2 separate regions of the Capsicum annuum genome follow, and region 2 is linked to region 1. A link is a contact called in public Hi-C data. All regions are on one chromosome and are shown on one strand. The core of a region is the stretch at or near the end of the contact, and the rest is flanking DNA. Distances in the headings are between cores, read along the strand shown.

The links. A called contact is a pair of places that touch in the nucleus more often than the background predicts.
Region 2: a contact with region 1 is called in a Hi-C map of leaf, with 3 times the contacts expected there. The contact joins the promoter of LOC107867825 here to the enhancer-like site in region 1. A contact is called at or near these places in 3 of 5 Hi-C or Micro-C datasets (leaf and placenta).

Annotation. Positions count from the first base shown.
Region 1 is chr4:92,229,781-92,235,797 of UCD10Xv1.1, reverse strand. No RefSeq gene overlaps it. Among protein-coding and RNA genes, the nearest start is that of LOC107867827, 67 kb to the right of the region's middle. Within about 2 kb of position 1,492, at least 4 of the 5 cell types and tissues checked have an H3K27ac peak or open chromatin away from gene starts, as enhancers often do. A contact at or near this core is called in leaf, where this site is marked.
Region 2 is chr4:92,419,686-92,425,543 of UCD10Xv1.1, reverse strand. LOC107867825 (sucrose transport protein) reads right to left here and starts at 3,175. Exons shown (of 5, transcript XM_016714267.2): 1 at 2,556-3,175; 2 at 844-1,635. The coding sequence starts at 3,032.

The DNA of each region.
Region 1 (6,017 bases), core at 243-2,742:
GATCGATAAAAATTCAACATTTTATTATTTTGGAGTAGAGAAAAACTTAAAAGTATAATTTTTTTTAGAGAGAAATCGAATACTTAAGGATAGAAGCGGTTATTTTTTGATATAGAATAAATATAAAGAAAGTGTTAAGTTCATGAGATAATTGATACTTCTCTTTTTTATCATTTTTAAGTTTTTATGTAAAACGTAAAAATTTATTACAGAGAAAAAAAATAAATTATTTGGATAAAAGTGTGTGAAAAAACAATAAACAAAGAAAGAGGAAATAGAATAGAGAAAAAGAAAGTTGGGGTTGGGGGTTGGGAGGGGCACGGTTCATGACTTAAAAGTCAAATTTTCAAAAAGTTAAATACGTAAGTAATTGTTAAGTTTTTGGCACAAAAGTTTTTTAATCTTGATGTAACAAAACACTGTCATCTTTATTTTGAAAATTGTGTAAAACATAAGAATTTTTTATGTATTATAAATTTTTTTCATAAAACGTAAAAAATTATTACGTTTTACAAATAAATATATAAAACGTAACAAATTCTTACGTTTTATAAAAAGTCAACTCCATTAGTTGATCATTAAGAAAAAAGTGAAAAACGTAATAATTTATTACGTTTAGCCTATTTTGGTATCTTTTTAAATAGGTGGCCTATTTTGATCACTTTTTTAATTTCTTGGCTTATTTTGATTTCGAGTTTCAAAAAGGCCATCATAAATCAAAAGTTAGTGGAAAATCAGTAGTTTCATCATTTAGATGATATAGAGATGATGTAAGGATTTTTACCAATAGTACGTAAACAGAACTCACAATCAAAATAAACCAAGTTATAAATAAAATAATTAAAATAGGCCACCTATTTAATAATTTATCAAAGTAGGCTAAACGTAATAAATAATAATTTATTACATTTTATAAAAAAAATGATAAACTATTACAACTTACACAAAAATAAAAAAATAAATTAGTGTTTTATCACATCACGCTTTAATATCTAAATTCATAAATCATAAATAAAAATTACGATGTACGCTTTTCATTAAATGTCTTCCATCCTTTATGTCAGAGTATGGACAAACACTCTGTTGGGAGCTCTCCCTTCAAATGAGGCCCAACGTGGGACGAATTCAAATATAGTCGGACTTCTAAAAAGTGGATATCGAACATAGGATGATTTAAACAAAAAAAAATACCCAGATCTGCACAGCCCCGGCCCCCTCCCCCGCCCCCCAACAATCAATATATTGAACCCAAAAAATCACATTAAAATAATTTTAAAAATCATTAGCCGCCTGATAAAGAATTGACGGTGATCCTCATTTCTCTCACAAAAAAACTCAGCAGCACCCGTAGGGGTATGAAGGGTGGGGGGTTAAAGAACTACTTTTTTCTGGTAGAAGAAAAAGGGCTTCTTTGGTTTGGTTCTTCTTTAGAAATCCGTTTGAATAACTTCTCCTTTTCAAGAAATGTGAATTTTAGAAAATGCCATTTGTGACTTGTAGTTTATTGGGTGGGGGAAAAAGATTTAATCTTTTTTTCTCTATTTGATTAATTGGGTCAAATTGGGGGTTGTTAGTTTTTAATTCTTGATTTAATTTTGTTTAAGGAGCAAAAATGGAAATGGAGTTTTTGATACACCCTAAATTGAAATTATCTCTATATTAGGTTTATTCATGGCTTTCTCTTCTTTTTTTACAAGAGCTCCACAGGGGGACCAGATCTGGATGGAAGACATTTAATGAAAAGTGTACATCGTAATTTTTATTTACGATTTATGAATTTAGACATTAAAGTATAATGTGAAAAAACACTGATTTATTTTTTTCAATTTTTGTGTAAGTTATAATAATTTATTATGTTTTATGTTTTTTTTTTTTATAAAACGTAATAAATTATTATGTTTTACAAAAAAATTATAAAAGGTAATAATTTATTACGTTTTACAAAAGTCAATTTCGTTAGTTGGCCGTTAAGAAAAAAGTGAAAAACGTAATTATTTATTACGTTTAGCCTACTTTGGTAACTTATTAAATAGGTAGCCTATTTTGGTCACTTTATTTATAACTTGGCTTATTTTGATTCCGAATTCACGTAAATACCTTTCATTATATTTTTGGGTTATTTGTATCTTGTCTAACTTTGGATACGTATATACCCCGAACTATTGAAAATTGTACGTATATACCCATCCTTTACCTTTAGATGATGCACACAAGTGTCCTCATCCTAAAGAAATTAACTCCTTTTCCTTAGCAATTTATCTCTTGATCTGCCGGCGAAATATTCAATGACTAGAGCTGGAAACGAGTTTCGCCCACGTGTCCTCATCCTAAAGAAAAGTTTTGTGACCGCATTGATTTTGGTTCACTGAGAAATAGGCGTGGGCAAAACTTGCTTCCAACTCCAGCCACATAATATTTCGTCGGCAAGCTAGGAGAGAAATTGCTAAGGAAAAATGGGTTAATTCCTTTAGGATGACGAGACGTGGTGCCTACAGGGTATATATGTATCCAAAGTTAGACCTTTGCAGCTTGTGGTCGACACTTCTTCAAATTCTTCATATAGCAGATTGCCTTTGTTTTATATAATTAGTGTATTTATATGTCGAGTATATATAAATGACAATTACAAATAGTTACAATTAGGCGAGTGAAATTCTTTTAATTATCTCCTTAAAAATGTTTAGATCCCTTGGCTATAAAGAAAGTTGTATAAAAATTTTGATGAAGTGCACACTTTTTATTGCATTATATACCTTGGTTATGGGTTATCCACTAAAGAAAGTATTGGCTTTCACTATTCTGATAAGTGATAAAAGTGCAATTCAAGTGGTGCTTTAGACTGTGAATTGTAATATACACTCAACAAAAAAGACCAGTTATTTATAAGTTGAAAAGGTCGGGCAAGTAGTTATTAGTGAAAGAATATTGAAAAGTAATCAATTCAGTGGATTAACTGTTGACTAATTACATTTTAAAGGTGTGAGATTCGATATTACTAAACCCTTCTCTTTTCTTCTATTCTGGATACCTCGACACTCTAAAAAGATCTTCTTCTTCTTCTTTTTTTTTTTTTTTTTTCAAAAAGATGATTATAAGATAATTTTATAAAGAAATAGAATAAAATTCTTTTTTTTGCTTCTTAAGAAACTTCTCTAAAAATTCTTAAGACTCCAATGATTCATGAGCTTATCTTTGGAGTCTTAGAATCATTCTTGAGCTTATCGTAGTAATCTTAGATTGTTATTTCATGGAAAATTTTGTTTATTTTGAGAGCTATATCGGTTGAAAGAGTTCTTCTTTAAAAATAAAAATAAGAGAATAAAGTTAAAATTTGAGTGAAGAATGACGACATATTCTAACAAGTTAATAATTGTTAAATTTTAAAGATGCACAACTCTTAATAAAAATCAATGTATTTTAAACCTGTGAAAAATTGAAATTTAAGAAAGGAAAAAGTATTTGAGAAAACATACGCCTGCATAATGAAAGTTTTAAAAAGAAATTATAATATATAGCTAGAGTTTGAATTTTATATTTTTCGCTTTATGTTGTTTATTTGGAGTTGTATTAATTTGTTTTATACCACTGTATCAATACATTCTGTATTTGTTGACTCTGATACAAATACAATTGATATCGAGCGAATTGATTTATTGAACGATTTTTATATTTAATAATTAGTTAAACTATTAGTATGATCGATAACTAGAGCTCAAAGTGTTGGAAAAGGCGAGGGCACAGTCAAAATGTCCGACGGAATAGCAGCGGAAGAATACCCAAGTCTAAACTTTCTCTTTCAACTTGAACCAAGAGGAAACAAACAAACCCAAGCAAAACAAAGAATGAACAAATATATCAATCAAACAAATCCGATAAGATAAGAATAACGAGATACCAAATTTATGTGAAAAATCATTCGATGTGAAGGGTAAAATACGGGCTAAAATCTCCACTATAATCACTAAGAGTTACAATATTGTTCTCCAAAATGGCCACCAAATAAGTGTCAAACAATGAGCAACAACGCATAAACCACAACACCAAAAGCTAGAGAAATAAAGGAGCGAAAAGACCAAAATGCATATGCAGCTGCTGTTTAGAGATGAAAAATAGGAGCTACAGGCCACCAAATCCAACTCCGTCATTCCTAATCCAATATTGAGATGAGAGGAACAAGTTGTCCAAAGATAAGCTCAATCAAACAAGAAACAAAGCGAAAATCGCAATTTGAAATTGACTGTTGTGGCTGAAATTTTTAGACGAAAATCTGCTCTATTTTCACTCTTTTGGCTACTAAAAACTCTCTTTGTGGATGGTGAAACAAGACCTAAAAATATCTCTATATATGCCCCATAGTAATGGGCCTATGGATAAAAGTAGGTTAGTTTATATTGGACTTTATTTATCCTCATAGGAAGGGACAAAGACCCATATCCCAACAATTCTCCCCCTCCCGACTACGTGGAGGACACTGCTATCCCGTTGATCATGCAACTATCTTCAAACCTTTCTCCTGATAAAGATTTAGTCATCATGTCAGAACCATTATCTTTCGTATGAATCTTCTCAAGTTCAAGCAACTTAGAATCCATCACATCTCGACTCCAATGATATCTCACATCAATGTATTTAGACCGACCATTAAATGTAGAAGCTTGCCAAGATGTATAATAGTTTGACTATCACAATACAACACATACCTCTCTTGAGCACAACCAAGTTCCCCCAAGAATCTCTTCATCCAAAGCAATTCTTTACAAGCTTTAATGGTGGCAATAAGCTCACCTTCTGTAGTACATGGAACAACATATTTTACATTCTAGAATGCCAAGAAACAGCTCCCCTTACAAAAGTAACCAAATACCTTGAAGTAGACTTGCGAGTATTAACATCACCAACCATATTTGAATCAGTATAACCACAAATAATAGGCTTCCCTCTACCAAAATACAAACTCAGACTAGAAGTGTCACAAAGATATGTCATAATCCACTTCACAACATTTCAATATTCTTTTCTCAAATTAGAAAGAAAATGGCTAACAATACCAACACCATGAGAAATATTCGATCTTGTACAAACCATTGTATACATCAAACTACCAACGACAGAAGCATAAGGAATTTTCTTCATCTATTCCTTCCCATCATCACTGGAAGAAAACTGCTTCGTGCTCAATTTAAAGTGCATAGCTAACAATGTACTGACAATCTTAGTCTTATCCATATTAAAACTTCGAAGTACTTTCTGAGTGTACTTCTCATGTGATAACCACAACTTCTTGACCTTTTTGTTACGGACAATCTGCATGTCAAGAATCTATCTTGCTAATCCTAAGTCTTTCATAAAAAAAGACTTACTCAACTCTTCCTTCAACTTTTGAAACCTGCAAGCATTATGACCAACAACAAGGATGTCATCAACATAAAGCAACACAATAATAAAGTTAGCATCAGACAATTTTTACACAAAAACACAGTGATCTGAAGTAGCCTTCTTAAAGCCCTATTGACTCATAAAGGAACCAAACTTTCTGTACCACTGTCTGGGAGCTTGTTTCAAATAATACAAGCTCTTCTTTAATTTCCAAATATAATTCTTTTTTATCTTGACTTCAAAACCTTTGGGTTGCTCCATATAAATTTCTTCATCTAAGTCACCATGGTGAAAAGCAATTTTAACATCCATTTGCTCAACCTCTAAATCTAGACTTATAGCTAAACCTAGAACCACATGAATGGATGACATCTTTACAACTGGAGAGAATATCTTATCAAAATCAACTCCCCTTTTTTGCTTAAATCCCTTTATAACTAATCTAGCCTTGTACCCCACCTGTTTAGATTTTTAGTCTTTAGGCAGCATAACCAAATCAAAAGTATGATTATCATGCAAAGATTTAATCTCATCTTCCATAGCATCAAATCGTTTTTATTTTTTTTCACTTTTCATGGCCTCATCAAGACTCTTGGGTTCTTCCCCATCACTCAAGAGTACATACTCATTGGAAGAATAAC
Region 2 (5,858 bases), core at 1,926-4,425, 190 kb before region 1:
AACACAACTGTGGCTATAAGTAAACATCCAATTTCAATTTCAATTTCAATTTTAATTTCAAGATGATAATTTTATGGTTAAATGTCTAAAGAATAATCCTAATTTTGTTGGGGGAATCTTACCGTGACTCTTGATTGTTTAGCTAAGATTTAAAAACAACTTTTGCTTTGAAACTGTTTAATATAACCTGTACGTGAGGAGGATGGCATGTATGTATCCTAACTGACAAATAATTTGCGTTAGTTATGGTAGTGCTAGTTGCACTAGATGTCAAATTTGGTCACTCTCTTCACACTCGCCTACCCTCATAATTTTCCACAGCCTGAAGAACAAGATTCTTAGAATCATAATGCTTTCTTGTCAATATGTGGACTTAGGAGTCAACCAACTTGCTAATTATTCCAAAACACATGTGCACACACCAATAGATCACATATATACCATTTTCTACATATGATGCAATGTTTTCCGAACAAAAAAGATATTAAAGGGAAAAAAATATCCTAAAATATATCCACTGGAAATTGAAAAAAGTTGGCCTTGTGAACTCAATTTATCATCTAGTCATATAGCTCAATCAAAGTAAGATGAATGGAGGAGCAACACTTGAAAACATGTTACTCCCTCCTTTTCAGTTTCAATTGGTATTTCTAATTTTACCATGAAACAAAATTTAAGAAAACAAGAAATTTTATAATTTTAAATTAAAGTATTTCTTTTATAATTTTATAATGTTAAACGTATCGTGAAAATCTAAAACTAAAAAAACAACACAAAAAATAAGATATTTAAATTAAATAAAAAAAATAAACAAGACAAAACAAATTGAACAAGAGAACTTACCGCAAGAGGAATACCAAGGAGAGCAAAGAGAGTCAAGGCACCGATCTTAACACCAGGCGTGGGAGCCATAAGTAAGCCGGTACCGGCATGGTGCTGGCGCGATTTCTCTGCCATTTTAGTAACCACAATCGTCATGGCCAAGCAAGTAGCCAAAACAAAGTTCAAAATCCCCCATAACCTCTTGGCACCGCCAATCTTCTTCCCCAAAAACTCTACCCCAAGTGACATAAACCCTAACACCACAGATTGCAACAACAATCCCAATGCTCCAGCACGTACACCCAAATCATACAACCTCCCATCACCTACTTTTCCACCATAAACTTCCTTAGCCATCCAGTCTGTATCGTACAAGAAAAACGGAAACCACGCAATCCAGTTCAAACAAGTCACCAGTAACAAAATCCACATGGGTCGTGGCAAATCCTTCAACGCCCCAAAAATCTCGCCGAAAAACGGCACTTTCGATTTTCCAGCACCAGCCAATTTCTCGTCAATTTCTTGTTCTTCTTTCTCTGGAAGTTCGCTTTCGCGGACGAAACTCAAGGCTAAGGTTGTTAAGCTGAGCAAAAGGAAGATGGCGATGAAGAAACAGCTTTTGAGATTTGCACAGTAGATGTCGCATGCTTGGGTTTTTGAGAAAGGGAAAACTTTGTAAAGCTTAGAATAGGAACCGGCAGCGTAGCCAAGAATGTTACCGACGGCCATGAAGAATGAGAAAAATGCATTTGCTGTCCTCATTCTCCCCGATTTTCCGCCGGACAGATCTGCCAGAAGTGCTCTGCATGGGCCCTGCAAAAATAAAATTGAAAGAATAATTGTATTTAATTATGACGTATTAGTAATTAATATTACTAATAAAAATGTTTTTTTTACATTTATATCAGTGCATGTGACTATTTAATTAAATTGAATAATCAACAATCACACTCTTCTTTTTGATTTGGAGGTACAATAGGATTATTAAAATTTAGTGATATATAATTAGGTGGAAGTAGAAAAAAAATACAACTTGTGAACTTTTGTAATTAGTTACTCCAATAAGTATTTAAAAAAGACACTATTAAATGTATTATTTTGAGAATAAAGTTGATGATCTTTTAAAATTACTTAAAAGGTGTCAGTAGAAGGACACTGTGGGAATGCATGTCGGATGTAAATACTACAATTCACCCATGTAAATAATTTAAAGGGCTTGTTTCAATTTCCCTCTCCGTATTTAAATTAGTGTCAAGATGCATACATATTGTAACTGTCACCGATAATGTTTATCTGCAAATCTTGAGTATTTTTAGTAAATTCTTGGATCTAATATTTCTTGTTTGTGTATATTTACAGATTTCTACAATACAATAATTGTCTAGCTGGAATTTTGGATTGCATGTAGTCCCTATATGATTATGATTATCAAAATATAGCAAGTAGCTAGTAGAAAGAAAAAAAAAACATAGTACTCAACAATTTATTTATGTCTGCCGCGAACCTGTGACGTGCGCCTACTTCTTATTGCCTTTTTAGGTTCAACATGAAAGGTAAACTACAAAATTGCTTTTGTTTAATTTTAATTTAAGTGACAAAATTTAATTTTGAAAGTTAAATAATTTAATTTAATTTTAATTATAAATTAAATATAAAATCTTTAATTTTTTTTTAATAATATATATATAAGTTAGGATTTCAAAAGGCGGCATGTAGCTTAGAAAGAAATTTACCTGTAACATATTGTTGGCAACGTCGAGGATCCAAAAGCCAACAACAAAAACAGCAATAGCACGAGGCTTAGATCCTTTTTCAAGCGGGTCACCGGAGGCATGTCCAAGGTCAGCAGCAAAACCAATAAGAAAAACAGCAATAGTAACAAGTGCAGCACCGGCGGCAATAAACGGCCGGCGACGCCCAAAACGGGAGGAGCAATTGTCACTATAATAACCGACAACTGGTTGAACAATCATACCAGAAATAGGACCGCATAGCCAAATAAAAGAGGCATATTTATGTGGAATTCCAAGTAATTGAACATAAGGTGTAAGTAAAGAGAGTTGAAGAGCCCAACCAAATTGAACACCAGCAGCTATAGAAGCGACCATTATTATTTTCCATAATTTGGATTTTGGTAAAGGCTGTTCAACTTGTAGTGAAGAGGAAACATTTAGTTTTCCTAAGCCCTCTCTTTTCGTACCATTCTCCATTTTTAGCTAAATAAAATTACTTTGTAATTGTGTGCGTATAGGGAAAAGATTTTGGTTTGAATGTTGAAGGAAAGGGGGAGAGTGAGGGGTATTTATATTGTTTTTCGGAGGCAGTGGCAATGCATGGTGTTTGTTGGAATGGACAATCAAATCCATTTAGCAATTCGGATGTGAATATTTATTTATTTAATTTATGTTTAAATAATTTTTTTAAAAAATAGTAATAAACTAATTTATTTTTTTTTGCTAAATAAGAATTTACACAGATATAAATAAAAAAATATTTATTTTTAATCAAAAAATATTTTATTCATTTGTAATATGTTATAGGATTTGACTAGATACAAAATTTAAGAAACAAATGACAGTTTGGTGTACTTAAACTTCCTCTACATGCAAGGTTCGAAGAAGGGCAAACCATAAAAGTTTATTGTAGAGAATCTTATCTTGTATTTTTGCAGCTTGAACCCGTAATGATTTCTCGATCACATGATAATAAATTTACTAGTTACTTCAAAAAAGTTTTTATAAAATTTAAAAAATAAAGAAACGTAATTGAAATTTATGACCTAAAAAATTCTTCGACATTTTTTTTGTTACAAATTATTTTATTAAAAATAAAAATAATTTTTATTTAATTATAAAAGATGACGTAAATTAAAATAGAGAATAAAAATTTATACTAATATTTAGAATAAATTATTTTCTTTCAGCGTGACTGCCACTGTCAACTGTTGAAGGCCATAAAAGGCTTTAAAACCAGCCCCCACCGCGCCACCCCCTACCCTACCCGATCCTAATATTAAGAAAAAAGAAATAGAAATAATTAACTAAAGGAAATTATTGAAATAGAACGGTATATCTAGAAATTTTAGTTTGGGTAGTATAAGTAGAAAAAATTCTAAAAAACGTACCCCTCCGATCATTTAAGGTTTTTGTCCTTTTTCAACATTTAAAAAATGTTTATTTGTCAGAAAATCGAATACTCCCCCGTTTCTTTTTTATGTGTGGTATTTTTTTGGTCTGCCTCAAAAAAAAATATTTTTATTTTTTATTTAATAATTATTTAAAATATAATTATACTTTTATCTTCATTAATTTCAATTATAAAATTTTACTTAATTAAAAATAATATATTAAATTTATCAACTCTTTTTTATAACTGAAATTTTGTGTTCGATTAAAATATGTCATATAAAATAAAATGAAGAAAGTATATTGAATGCTAGAAAGGTGGAGGCATCAAATCTTTGGAATAAAAGTTTGGAAAATAATACCAACATGGATTGTGGTGCAGCGGATGGGGCTACTCCACCCTTAATCAGAGGTCGAGGGTTCGATCCTGAGCATGAACAAAACTCTATTGGGAGTGCTACCCCCAAAATGGGGCCCTACACTACAAAAAAATTGCATTTAGCAACAGACCGATAACGTTGCTAATCAACATATATTCGTCGCTAAAGCAATTTAGAGACGAATCAACAACGGAATATGTGTCGTTGCTGTATTGCGCGTTGCTAATCATTTAGCAATGGAAAAAATAAAATTCGTTGTCAATTTTGCAACGTCATAGAGACGACTTATATCCGTTGCCACTTTGTAGCAACGAAGATATTCGTTGTTATATTTATAGATGTCGTTACTAATTTCATGTTGTATTTCGTCATTTTGATTATTTCGTGATCAAATATTTCATTGCTAGTCCGTCACTAAAAATTTGATTATTTAGTCCCTAATTTTTTAAAATTCTTAAAATATCCAACATTCACATAAAAGAACCCACATATATAGATAATAAAATCTTCTTAAAATATCCAACCTTCATACAAAAGAACCCACATAAATAGATAGCAAAATCAAACATCCACAATACCAAACATAGCGCGCAACATCTAAACACATAATTATGTGCAAAACATCCATAGTACCAAACATCAACCAGCTATCCTTAAAACAATCCACATCATCCACAATACCAAAGATAGCAAAAGCTAAACACAATTCATGAGAAGCTGAAGATGAAGTCTTTCCATAAGAAACACAAATAATTTGTCCATAGTAGCCTTTTACTTCAGATCCAAGACTAAATACTCTTCGCTTCTTTTCTCCTCCGACAGCTTGATAATATGCTTCAATTTGATCAATATCAGATTCTGATAATATTTTTTCTCGTAATATTTCTTCAAATCTTTCCTGTAATAGAGGAAGTGAAATTATAACGAATTGTACTTAAAAATGATTAGATGCCAAAAACTATTTTAAACTAAAAAAATAAGAATTAAGTAAACTACTACATTAAGATTTAGTTTTACATGGACGATTCGAGAACGTTCATCAACGAAAGATTTTTCATCATGACCATGTGTGTATGCAATCACATGGGAGAGAACATTCAACATTTCAAGGGGGTGTAAAATTTCACATACAGATAATGATCCTTGTGTTAGTTAAACTTTCTTTACATAAGAAAAGTGTATTCAAGAAATAATATATTTAAATATTTATAGTTAATTACAGAAGTTTAGAAGTTGTAGTTCATGTTTTACTAGGACAGTTGAAATCAGATGAAATTATTGATACGTGAATGATCATATGCACTCCAAAATTGTAACAGCTGGCCACTACTGAAATAAGCAAGTTGTAGATGATTATTGTAAAGTGTGAAATTTCATCAGTAGGGTAGATAATACAGAGGATTCGTATGTGACATAATACAACGCCATATAAGACATGAATTTACCACGTAGGATGCCACACAGAATATATATGTCTACACAGAGGTGGAGCCAAGATTTTTGAGTTTTATATATACTTAATCTTTTCTTC